Linked DNA regions of Siniperca chuatsi: region 2 is linked to region 1. Evidence: chromatin contacts called from public Hi-C data. All regions are on one chromosome and are shown on one strand. Each heading gives the region's core, a stretch centred on a gene start, on an enhancer-like site or on the middle of the called end of the contact. The rest is flanking DNA. Distances are from core to core; before and after follow the strand shown.

Evidence for each region. Hi-C and Micro-C count contacts between places; a contact is called where the count stands out from the background.
Region 2: a contact with region 1 is called in a Hi-C map of liver, with 2.5 times the contacts expected there. The contact joins the promoter of heatr4 here to the promoter of slc3a2b in region 1. A contact is called at or near these places in 2 of 3 Hi-C or Micro-C datasets (liver and skeletal muscle).

Annotation. Positions count from the first base shown.
Region 1 is chrLG15:28,502,827-28,508,965 of ASM2008510v1, reverse strand. slc3a2b (solute carrier family 3 member 2b) reads right to left here and starts at 2,911. Exons shown (of 8, transcript XM_044167743.1): 1 at 2,288-2,911; 2 at 1,245-1,435; 3 at 160-333. The coding sequence starts at 2,640.
Region 2 is chrLG15:28,666,507-28,672,645 of ASM2008510v1, reverse strand. It overlaps heatr4 (HEAT repeat-containing protein 4), which reads left to right and starts at 3,283. Exons shown (of 9, transcript XM_044167059.1): 1 at 3,283-3,780. It overlaps LOC122861949 (a long non-coding RNA gene), which reads right to left and starts at 1,680. Exons shown (of 2, transcript XR_006374602.1): 1 at 1-1,680. LOC122862525 (a small nuclear RNA gene) reads right to left here and starts at 581; the gene lies at 476-581.

The sequences.
Region 1 (6,139 bases), core at 1,662-4,161:
TACATTAATAATCCTGTAAATCATGAAAAATAGCATCAAAAATTCCTTCATTATCAGAGAGAATCCACCCGCGTATATAATTAACCCTGAATGTTTGAAACTCTGTAATTACTCCTGATGTGTTTCATGATGTACGTCTGCATGAATACTTGTCCTCACCCTTCTTATGAGCGGCCCGGACGAGGCCTTTAAACTGCTCCAGGTTTCCGGCCTCGGGGGAAATCTCCTCGAACCTCAGGCTCATGGCTTCGTCTGCCGGGGCGACGTGGATCGGTCCGACCACCAGACCTTTAACCTTCAGCTGAAACAGGCTGCCGATCTTCTGCTCCAGGCCTGAGGAGGAGGAGGAGGAGGAGGAAGAGGACACATCAGCTGTGACTGAGCAGAGACGAAATGCAGGAAAACTCCAGCTGTCCAGTGTCCTTAAAGGAATAGTTAGGTATTTTGGAAAAAAGTTTCTTTATGTCTTTCTTTCAGAGAGGAAGATGTTCAGATGGAATCAAGCCTGTGTTCGATACAGAGCTGGAGTCAGGACGTGGCTAGCCTAGCTTAGCATAAAGACTGTAAGCAGGGGGAAACAGCTAGCCTGGCTATGTCTACAGTCATGCTAACAGCTCTGTGAGGCTGTACTTTGAGCTAAATGCTAATATCAGCTCACAATGACAATGCTAACATCCTGATGTTTAGCAGGTATAATTTTCACCATCTTAGTTTAGCGTGTTAGCATGCTAACATTAGCTGATTAGCAGTAAACGCAGAGTACAGCTGAGGCTGATGGGAACGGCATCAGCTCTGCAGGTATTCGGTCAGAAACCAAAGTGTCGGACACGTTAACGTGTCGACCTGATGGTGGCGCTAGATGGAAAGTCAGAGGATCAGCAGAGTTATTACAGTTCATCCTGAGGGGAGCATGAACGATGAAGCACGTTTCATCACAGTCCAGCAGACCGACATTAACATCCATACGGCCGCGCTGTTAGCACGGCTAAACATACACCTACCAAATACACTGAGAGAAGCTAACCAGAAGCTAACCTCAGCTCTATATAGTTAGCATTCAGCATGGTGTTCAAACTGTGTTTTACTTCTGCTTTATTGCAGACACGTAGTCAGCAACATTACACCAACAGTTATTTTGAAGAAGGGTGAGTTAAGTAACCCCCCCCCCTTAAACTGCTGTTGGTCTCTCTTACAGATGTTGAACTAATCTCCCAGAATGCCGTGCGAACGCTGGATGTTCTCACCCTTCAGGTTGCGGCTGTCGGTGAAAGCCTGGATGTTTCCGATCTGGTACAGCGGGCCGTCGTTCCACCAGTTGGTGGCGGGCAGATCTCTGCAGCGAGGAGCCTGCAGGATGATGAGGACGGCTCCACCCAACATCCCCAACCAGCCGAGCCAGAACACCACCAGCAGCGCCCAGCGGGTCCGCACCCAGCTGAGGAAACATGGAGGAAGAGCAGAACAGATCTGACCCAGTGGAAATATCTAAACACATTATCATCACATGCAACACTGTGTTGCTGTGTCTCCAGGGTGGGGTTTGTTGAGTTTTATTCTGCCCCGCCTACAGATGGAGGCTACCGGTTCATTAGACCTACACGTCTACACATCACATGTCTGGTATTAGTCTACATGTCAGCTGATAATGGTCTCGGTGTTGACTCTGGCCTCAGATCTTGTTTGAACAGCTCAGCCGCCAGAATAAAACGCCGGCAGTGTACGTTTCTGCGGACCACGGATACGTTGAATCTCTGCACAGGTAGCCTATAACTCGCATCATCCCACATTTTATTCAGAATCAGAAATGCTTTATTGATCCCCGAAGGGAAACTCTTTGTTACAGCAGCTCGTCTTTACGTCAGTGCACACAGGAGAAAGTACTAGCAAAAAATATTATACACTATAAAACAGGTCAGAAAATAAATGAAGTACCAAGTGGGTTTATGATGGTAATACAGTATAATAATAATACAATGTATTAATATTATAAATAATAAGTAATAAGCAGAGGTGCATGTACTGTCGAGTTCAGTGTAGCTTATTGAGATTATTTAAGATATTGCACACATTTTATTATTCTGGTGACTGGGTTGCTTAAAATGCAGAGAGCCACACCCTGTCAGAGCCAGCTGATCCCAGGTCAGCCTGCACTGAAATACATACTGTGTGAATGCAAAGTGGCTGTGAACTACAGAATTACTGTGTGTATACATACATACATACATATATATATATATATATATGTATGTATGTATGTATGTATCCGGGCCTGTGCGATGCTCCTCACCCGGGGGTCCCGGCCACCCTCAGCAGCTCTTCCTTGGTCAGCCCGGTGAATTTCACCTCCTCCGCCTCCTCGGGGATCTTCAGCTTCACGGAGCCGTTTTTCTCCGCCGCCGCCGCCGCCGCCTCTCCGCCGGCAGACGAGGCGTCCTCAGCCCGGTCTCCTCCACCACCTCCTCCTCCTCCTCCGGTCATCGGCTGCTTCTCCTGCTCCTCCTGGTCCAGATCCGCTTCACTCACGTCGGCCTCCGTCGCGTCAGCATCCGCAGCAGCATCCGCCGCATCCTTCGGCTCAGCATCTCTGGTCTCCGCATCCTTCAGCTCCACGTTGGTCTCCTCCGTGTTCATACCGGCCATAATTACCGCTAATCAATCAAATGAAAGAAACGAGAGCACCGAGCTGTTCTGCACCGTGAGGCTTGTCCGTGATGTCTGCCTGCCTGTCTGTCTGCCTGCCTGCCTGTCTGTCTGCTGACCGCAACACTGCAGCAGCTAATGCTGCTTTCAATGCTGTCGGAAATCTGGGAACTGGATTTATGGTGTCCGAAAACCCCCCATTCTAACCTCAACCAGTATTCAGATCCTTTACTTAAGTAAAAGGATGTAGGTATAAAATGTACTTAAAGTACTGAAAGTAAAAGTACTCGGTGCAGTAAAATGCTGTTATATATTCTATCATCACATGGGTCTCCGTTATTCCAGCTCTCATGAATATTTCTCTTGACAGGACAGAACAAAATACTTGGATTAACCCGAGAAGTCCTCCAAATGAAATGATAAAATATGTGGTTTGTCCATGTGTTTTCTGATCTGACGCCATCGTCTGTCTGTGACACGGCTCTGGTTAAAGTTTGGTTCGGTTTAGGGAAAGATCAGGGTTAATAAAACCAGTTCGACATGAGCAACATCCTGCTTTTACATTAATGCACGAGGAATAATAACCTGATGATTATCAGGTCGTTCCCCACAACTGCTACTTCTCCTCTCATGGCCGTTACGATACGTACTGTCCTCAGTACGTGATGTTCTTTCTGATCTCCCTGTTTCTTTGTATAAGTGTAAGCCTGTTTGCAACAGATAATCAACGTTTCCCTGCAGGCAGCAAGTCTGCAGGACGACACTTTGAATTCATAAGCCTCATGCCCTGCGTGTGTGTGTGTGTGTGTGTGTGTGTCTACAAAAGTTTCAACATGGTATTTAATTTGTTTAAGTTTTTGATTCTCGCGCACGCTATCAAACAATTCACTCACACTACTGTCGCCTTCGGGTTGCCAACAACGTTCGACCCAAACGCACACTTAAATATATGAAGCAAACTTCATCTTTGCAGCTCGGGAAGATAGAGACAGTTTCATGGACAAAAACACTACGTGCTATCGGGAATGATGGCACTTTGATGTTGTTTTGATACAGTTTTTTGTGTGTGGAAGTGTTTAATTTTATGTCAAATGCGTGAAAACATTGATTAAATACAGAGAAATAAGAATGAATGACTAAAGTTTACGTCCATGGGGGGCGGCAGCCTCAGGAGCTCCGCCGTCCTTAGAAATAAAAAGCTTTTGCTAGAGATTGTCAGTGACCAGACTTCATAAGTCTCAAACCAGGACACCTGACAGGCCAAGTGCACCAGCGCAGTAGGGCTCAGATTAACATCTGCCGGACGATGCTGAGGATGTTTTATGAGTCTGTGGTGGCCGGTGCTGTCCTGTATGCTGTTGCATGCTGGGGCAGCAGGCTGAGGGCAGCGGACGCCTACAGACTCAACAAACTGACCCGTAAGGCCGGTGACATTGTGGGGGTGGAGCTGGACTCTCTGGCGGTGGTGTCAGAGAGGAGGATGCTGGGTAAACTACACGCCATCTTGGACAGCGTCTCCCACCCGCTCCATGAGGCGCTGGTCAAACAAAGGAGCGCCTTCAGCGGAAGACTCATCCCCCCACAATGCACCACAGAGCGCCACAGGAAGTCCTTCCTGCCTGTGGCCATCAGACTCTTTAACTCCTCCCTCTAAGTGTCAGTCTGTGTGACCCGAAGTCTCTAAACTGGACATTAATCATTAACATCTCTGCCATACTTGAATAATTGTGCAATATTCTGTGTTTAATACTCCCGTGTAATATTTAGTTTTCCCATGTTAGTTTTTCTTATTTATTGTTATTATATACCTCTATTACTCTCGACAGTACATGCACCTCTGCTTATTACTTATTACTAATTTGGTTACATTGCATTATTATACTGTACTTTCATCATCAACCGGTAAACCCACTTGGTACTTAATTTATTTCTGACCTGTTTTATAGTGTTTATAGTTTATCATATTGTTTTCTAGTACTTCCTCCTGTGTGCGCTGACGTAAAGGCGAGCTGCTGTAACAAAGAGTTTCCCTACGGGGATCAATAAAGTATTTCTGATTCTGAGATTAATTTCATCCATAAGTGGTAAACAATTCATGTAGCCTGTTCGCGGTGTAGATGTTGTTATGTTAGATGTTATTCCAGTGACGGGGCTTTACTTTACAAACACTCACATTAAATTCATTCTTTTTGTGGGTGCAGTGTGTTTGTAGTCTACACTCAACCAATTAAATGTTATTTAACAAGGAATCATCATCATTATCATTATTGATATTAAATAACGCATGCTTACGGCCAAAATACACAGAGCTACCTCTCGGGCCGTAGCCCCACCTGGTGGAAAGGCACGGCGCGCCGCTGCTGGGAGGGTCGCCTGCTTGTACCTGCCCATCGGGGCTGGGCTTCCAAAACAGCACAGTGAGGACTGCCGTTCTGGTAGTGTCACTCTCAGCCGGGCCTACTGCATCCACCTCCGCTTTCTTCCTCATGCATTACACCATATTCTCACTCATCCACGCACCTCGAACATGACTGATGTCTCTCCTACTTACCCACCAGTTAGTTAATATACGTTTGTTAGTTTGAGTTAAACAACTTACTTTTGCCTGATATCTGTGTGTGGCCTTCCTTTTTGTTGCCAGCCTTGAGCTCGGCGGTAACACTACGCTACTCCTATTTACTACGTCCTCAGTACACAAAATAAATTTCCCCAGACCTGCAGTCACAATCAAAAAAAGTTGAGTTGAATGTGTTGAGTTTAACTGGTGGTAGCTGTCATTTGACAGTGACCTCTTGGCTTGCTGTTTGAATGTCTCTGACAACTGGATCTTTAGTTGACCCCCCATCCTGTGCTGCTGGCCTCCACCCCTCCACCCCACCGGCTGTCCTGCGATAAGGCTGCTGAAGGAGCGCACTTTGGGCAACAGTGCGTCTCTCCTCCACGCTGCTCTGGTGGATCAACACAGCAGAGTGGCTGAGCAGGTCGATGAGCTTCCTTTCCGTGCTCCGCGGCACCGCAGCGGCAGGTGTCCCTCCCGCCCGGTACCCTGGCTGCTGTCTGTCTACGCGAGGGAGGCCCTCACTCACCTGAAGGACACAAAAGCCAGGGTCACGTCCATCTTCGGTGACATCTTAAAGATAGACTACACCATGAAGGCAAGCTTTGATTAGTATGAAGCGTGCCCTCTAAAGCATGCTATGTGAAGTGACGTAACGTGGCTGTTTTTTTTTTTAAATGTCTCTTTATTTTGACAAAGAAGTTTGTGGGTGACGCTGCCGGGACAGCCGCCTTATGTCCGTCCTCACGGACTCCGAGGGGAACGGGCTTTTGCCCATGGTGGCTGGACTCGTGCAGTGGTACACCGACGCCGGACAGAGCCCTCCTCAGGTTTTGTACGTGGACCGGGACTGCTGTGCCACCGCAGGACAGTGTGAGGTACTGTATGGCCTCTCCACGTGCCATTAAAAAGGTCCAGCCCCTCTCTCTCCTGCCCCTGCTG
Region 2 (6,139 bases), core at 2,034-4,533, 160 kb before region 1:
GGCCCGGGCCCGCTCTGTTACGCGCTGCCCGCTGCGGGCCGGATGAAACAGGATCCGGGCCTCGAACCGCGTCCGTTTAACGGGCTTCGTGTCTGGACTTTTCCACGTCAGCGAGTCTCCTTCCTTTCTCCGCCCGCTCCTCGGTCCCGTCCGGCGGGACACGACGCTCCGTTCTCTAGCGCCGGATTCGGATTCCCAGCTCCCGCATGCTTCACGCTGCACAGACGGCTTTTCTCTTGCTTTGCACCAAAATACACCGAAGCGGCTCTGCAGTAAAACCCGGTCCTGATTCTGAAGTGTGTCTGGGTAAAACCTCCGTAGCCACAGAGGGACCGGACACATGGTGGATCCGTACTTAGGGTCCAGTGAAGTCGTAAAGGTCCCGGTTTAAACAGAGTTGCAGTAGCGCTGCTCGGCCGCGGGGGGGCGCTGTTTCTCACAGATAACAACCCTAAACACCATGTTTGTTAGGGGACAAAATGAGGAACGCTTCACGAATTTGCGTGTCATCCTTGCGCAGGGGCCATGCTAATCTTCTCTGTATCGTTCCAATTTTAGTATATGTGCTACCGGAGTAACACAACAGAACCCTGTCCCTGCCTGCTGTATAAGGGGCTCTGTCCCGGGGCCAGCCTGACTAATGGTGGGGGCTGTCACACCGGCTGGAAGGGACCAAACCTCCTGTCAATGGCTTTCATCCAGGCAGAGCGCAGCAGAGGCCCGGGGGCTGTGCTGTGAGCCCCGTACCTACTGTGACCCGCCGAGACCCAATCTGACCCGGTCTGACCCGCTCCGGGTCCGTCTGCTCTGCCGAGGAGCTCGCAGGTCTTATGGGAAAGCTATGCAAAGAGCCTTTACGTCAGGCGGCCAGGATTGGTGTGCTGAAGGGCGGGGAACAAAAGACTCACTCACTGCTCCTCCTCCACCCAGAGGCCCTGCAGCCCCCCCACAGACAGCTGCTGCAACCCTCCCCCGAGGACACACACAGAGAGAGAGACGGGGTGGGGGTGGGGGCGAGACAGAGAGACACACGGGCTGCAGCGTGTTTCTGAAGAGCTCGACCCCGACAGGAAGGACAGGAACCGGGACTGCAGATACAGCCGGAGCTTCGTGCGCTCGCCACCATGTTGTTTTGTCGCAGGGCGGCTGGTGTGATCACACACACGCTGGCTTTGGGAGGTGGATTCTCGCTCTTAGGACGTGGATGTCTCTCTGCTGGACTCCTCCACATGATCGGGACTGAAACAGGGGCAAACGGGGAGTGCTCTTTCACCTCATTCAAACCACCAGCTGTGCCTGAAACGGCACAGCGTGTCAGAGTCGAGATGTTTCTGTAACACGGGCCGGGACTCGTTTTTATTCAAGTGCTTAAACTGTTCTCTACGTCCACATCTGTTTTAGCTGTGGCTGTTTCTTCCTGCTTCATTACTTCCTGCTTTTGTTTTTAATTCAAAGTGTCAGTGCAGTTCCACAAACTCACCAGCAGGTGTCAGCCTACGACCGGTGCACGGAGTGAGGGGCGCTGTTGCAGCCGCGGTCTGTCTGCAGAACCTGGAGGGAAACACACACAACACGAGTCACAGCACGAGTCACAGCACGAGTCACAGCACGAGTCACAGCACGAGTCACAACAGCTGCATTCACTTATATGCATTTGTCTGCCCTCGAGGATTGGAAATGGTGTATTTTTTTAATCAATTTTTTATTGATTATTGTATAAAGTTGTCCATAGAATAAAACATAAACAAGGAGGTGACCCTCTGAACCCCCCCACCCCAGCGGTCCCCAAGCCATCGATCCTTGACATAAAATTGCAATAGAAGCAAAATAACATTCACATATACACCTGCGTAATAAAATAAAATAAAAATAATAAAACGAAACAGATACAGTCTGCAGTATGAGAAACTTAGAATACGTAAATTAACACAAAGATCGTCAGAGGTTTGAGAGTCCAGTCATGTCACAGAATTAGATTAGAAGGAGCACAACTGGTTGCACTGGTATCTCTTTTCATCATCATATCAGACATTATTGATGAGATCTTTCCCCCCAAAACTCATAAACCTTCTCACATTCCCAGAGCATACGCATGCATGTTCCCTCTTGTTGGCAGGGACAGAAACTACAGCGGGGGTTTGCAGATCATTTAATGAGGAAGCGTTTCTTTGGTGTCCAGTACAATCTGTGACAGAATTTGAAATTAATTAATTGATGGTTTGGATTTCTTGATGCACAGAGAATATTTTTTCCATACGGTCTCCCAATCAGTCCGGTCTACAGACAGCTGTCTTGTCCAAACTGTGTGCAGTGGATTGTTTTTGCTTCAAGAAGTTAAGGACAGACAGCTGACACTACGCTTTGCTGAGAAGGATTAAAGAGCCGACTGTGAACAGGATGTGTAAATGTTGTATTTTTAGGAATAATTCAGCCACGGAACACGCCATTATGTTGTATGCGGAGAAATCGCCAAAACCAAATCCCATTGATAAGATCGGACAAATTTAGAATCGTCTTGCTTTTGTCACCTCGACAAACGTGAATTAGGGTTGTTTTAAATCGGGGGTTTAGGCTGGGGAATTCGGCACACAACCCACACACCAACGAGCTCATTAGATAAAAAGGACACATTTTAAAATAAATAAAAAGACGGCAACTTTTCAACCTTAGTTATCTCTGCAACCATCTACCGAAATACACAGCACGACACATTCAAACTGTTGTAATTATACTGTAATAAAGTTTCTCTTTGAGTATAAAGCGCGCACTTGCCGCTGTCGCCAAGCGCATGCTCGTGGTTTGATGTGTTGGGTCTCTGTAAATAACATTATAAAGGGTTCGGTCTGGACCGGCTCTGTAGGAAAAGTGCAGTGAGGTAACTTCTGTTACGAGTCGCAGCTTATGAGGATAAATAAAAGTGAATTGAATTGAATTTTTACCAGACAGGTGGGCGCGGTGCAGGGGGGGGGGGGTCGGCAGGGTTAGGCCGGACTCCTGCGAGGCCTAAAATGGTGTCCACCGCCACCGCTGGAGACATCAAAGCACTTTGACCGCTGGATTCGCCCCCCCCCAGACAAACAGCCAATCACACAGCCCGAACAATAAGCAACTGCCAATCACAACTGAGCAGGAAGGTGACGCAGTGCTCTCGTGAATAAACGGAGATATTTACAGGGCTGCGGCCTATTGTTTAACCGATAAATGTGAAATAAACATTTAGCCAAGTGGCCATTATTATTATTATTATTATTATTATACACAAACGTAATCACCAATCCAGTGTGACGTCACGTTAACGCTCACGTAATCAGCGTAACGGCGAGGCTGTAACGGCCATGGCGGCGGTGCCACGCAGTCAAGAGAGAGAGAGCGGGAACAATGCCACAGAACAGGCAGCGTTCAACACTGCAGCCTCTCGGTTACTGGCCGCCGCTGTTTCCCGGTGTTCCTGACGCCCAGGTAGAGACGGAGAGCGGCGGGAACGTGCTGACGGTGAGGGAAGAAGCCCTCTCAAAATGGCGTCAGGTCAAACACAGTTCAGCCTCCTCTGAGGCTCGCTGGATTTGGACTCGCAGCTTCGGAGCAAGTTAACGGTCAACTTGTGAAAATGAGGCCGCTCCGGAGCGGCAGGAGGGTGCGTTTGACTCTTCACTTGAGCAGTTTTAGCATTTAGCTTAGCTTAGCTAAAAACTGATCCCGGAAGGCGGGATGATCGCGGCCTGTTGCCATGACAACGGTCAGCGGCAGCGGTCGATGAGCTGACACTGAAGAAAACTTGACGTGAGTCTGCTTCCGCTTCACTGCTCACACAAAGATAGATCCTCCCATACTAGTTTATTACAGATATAAATTGCTTGAATTTATACTTGAACTTGCTTTTTTTTTAATCATCTGTTCAAACGCTTAGACGTTTAGTTTAGATTCAGGTTGAAAAGTGAGAGTTCAGTCTGCTCCCAGCCTAGACGCTGTTTCAGCATCTTTTCAACCGCTAACTTGCTGCTACGCTTTCACTCTTCAACTTACTCCCACCAGGGCTTAGCTTAGCCGTTTGACGTGGAATAAATAACACACACGGCCTTTTATAGCGAGATATTTATTTAGAACTGAAGCCGAACATCTTTAGATTTGAAAAGAGAACTGAATTTCATTGTTCTCCACCCACCCAAAGAAGAAATGCTTTTTCAAATTAAAACACCTCCGCTGTCTTTTGGCGACTCCTGATTTATACAGCCTGAATTATAAGACAGAACAACATCCACTTAAACTGCTGCTTTCATTTTTAGTACTTTCATTACAGTCCGGTTTAGGTTTGTTTGCTTGCGGGTCTCTTGCACACGCTGCTGTGGCTGGCAGTTTAACCATTAGCATGCCAAAGTAGCTCACCAAGCCACACTTGCATGCTACCAGTTAGCATGCTAGCTAGCTCAGCCGCTGCAGGACTTGTTAAAACGGTCTGTTCGAGGGAGCATATCTGCACCACCCACTCCTGTCTCACGGCTCTCTGCAGACCATCACTTTATGGGGTCACAGACAAATAAGGCCCCGTTCACACCGCAAGTCTTAATGCTCACTTCTGATTTTTTGCTCAGATCAGATTTTTTGTTTGGCTGTTCACATTACCTTTTAAAATGTGGCCTGTATCTGATTCCAGTGTGAACTGTTTGAGGTTTCAAACTAACCCGCATGCGCAAAAGAACAATAACAATGACATCAGACGCAGCACGCTGTTGCACTAAAGTTCGGGAGGTTATGGAGGAAGTAAGCATTGTCGCTTTTATTTCAAAATGTTTGTGTAATGGAAGCCGTAACATTAATGAGCATGTGCTTCAAAAACGGAGCGGTTACGGTAGGATCCTTCCAGTTTAGCTTGAATTGAAGTATCTCCCCATGTACTAATTAGGTCTAACACCTCACTCTCCCTCCACTGACTCGCTCCATCAAGTTTTTAATGTTACTGTCTGCGTCTGTTGTGTCTGGGGCTAACTCGCCGGCGCATAATTGTGACAAATGTCGACGAAGATTGACGTAAAAGTCGCATCAAATCCGCCTTGGTTGTTCACACATTGAAAAAAATCAGGTCTGGGTCTGATTCAGGACCACATATGTATGTGGTCTAAATCTGATTTGAAAAAAAATCAGATCTGGGCAAGATTTGAGTGTTCACACTACCTCTGAAGAAGTCTGACCTGGTCACTTGACTCCAAAAACCCGGGAAAACGTGACCCCGGATTTGGGCCACTTTTGCCTGCAGTGTGAACAGGGCCTAAGGGTGGGCAAGATGACCAATTTAAAAATCCTTTGAAAACCTGTTTTAAAAGCATGTTGGTTTCGTGTCATTTGAAATTACATTTGCGCCATTTTTTTTTCTTTTACAAAAGGTAAGACTGAATGCGCCTGAAAATGTCGAGTGGGGTAACCGCAAAAGAACGATTCTATTGCATCAAGAGACAGAACGAGTAGGATTCAAACTTTTCAAAAACGCTCTGTAAGGCTAGGATAAAAATGATTTTTTATCCTAGCCTTACAGAGCTTTAATAATAAAGTTGAAAATAGTTCCACGTTCGTTAGTTAGTTCATAATACGTCTGTAATCAGCATCGTGAACTGCTGACATTTGACAAAACTGGCCTCTGGCAGAAAGGCTTGTAATAGGAGTCAAATGGGTTCAATGGTGACACCATTTGACGTTTAAATAATTACAAATTTGACAGGCATTATCACGGACAGCTATGTAAGCACATGGCCTCGTGAAGTAAATACTCATTTTTGTAATTCTGATGAATTGTCAATGTTTTCCTGGGGTCACACCATTTGACCTGTAAACCTAAGCATACCTGGCCATACCCTAAAAAAATGTCAGATTATATTTTAAAGAGAGTAACCACCTTGGCGTGCAGCAGTTAGGGTCATCTCTGCGGAGGCAACGAATTACAACTACCCACCTGATTTTAATGAAGTCGTTTTTTGGGGGTATTCACAGATCTGGGTATTTTTTTTAAAGCCTGTAATTTTACTCTCACTTAAGTATGCATTACACTATGTAATCTACCCTAGAGTAGCCCTACAGTTTGAATTATAACCAAACCTTCCATCTGCCTTTTTGCAGGCGGATACGTTGGTCTCTAGTGATTGGTTAGGGG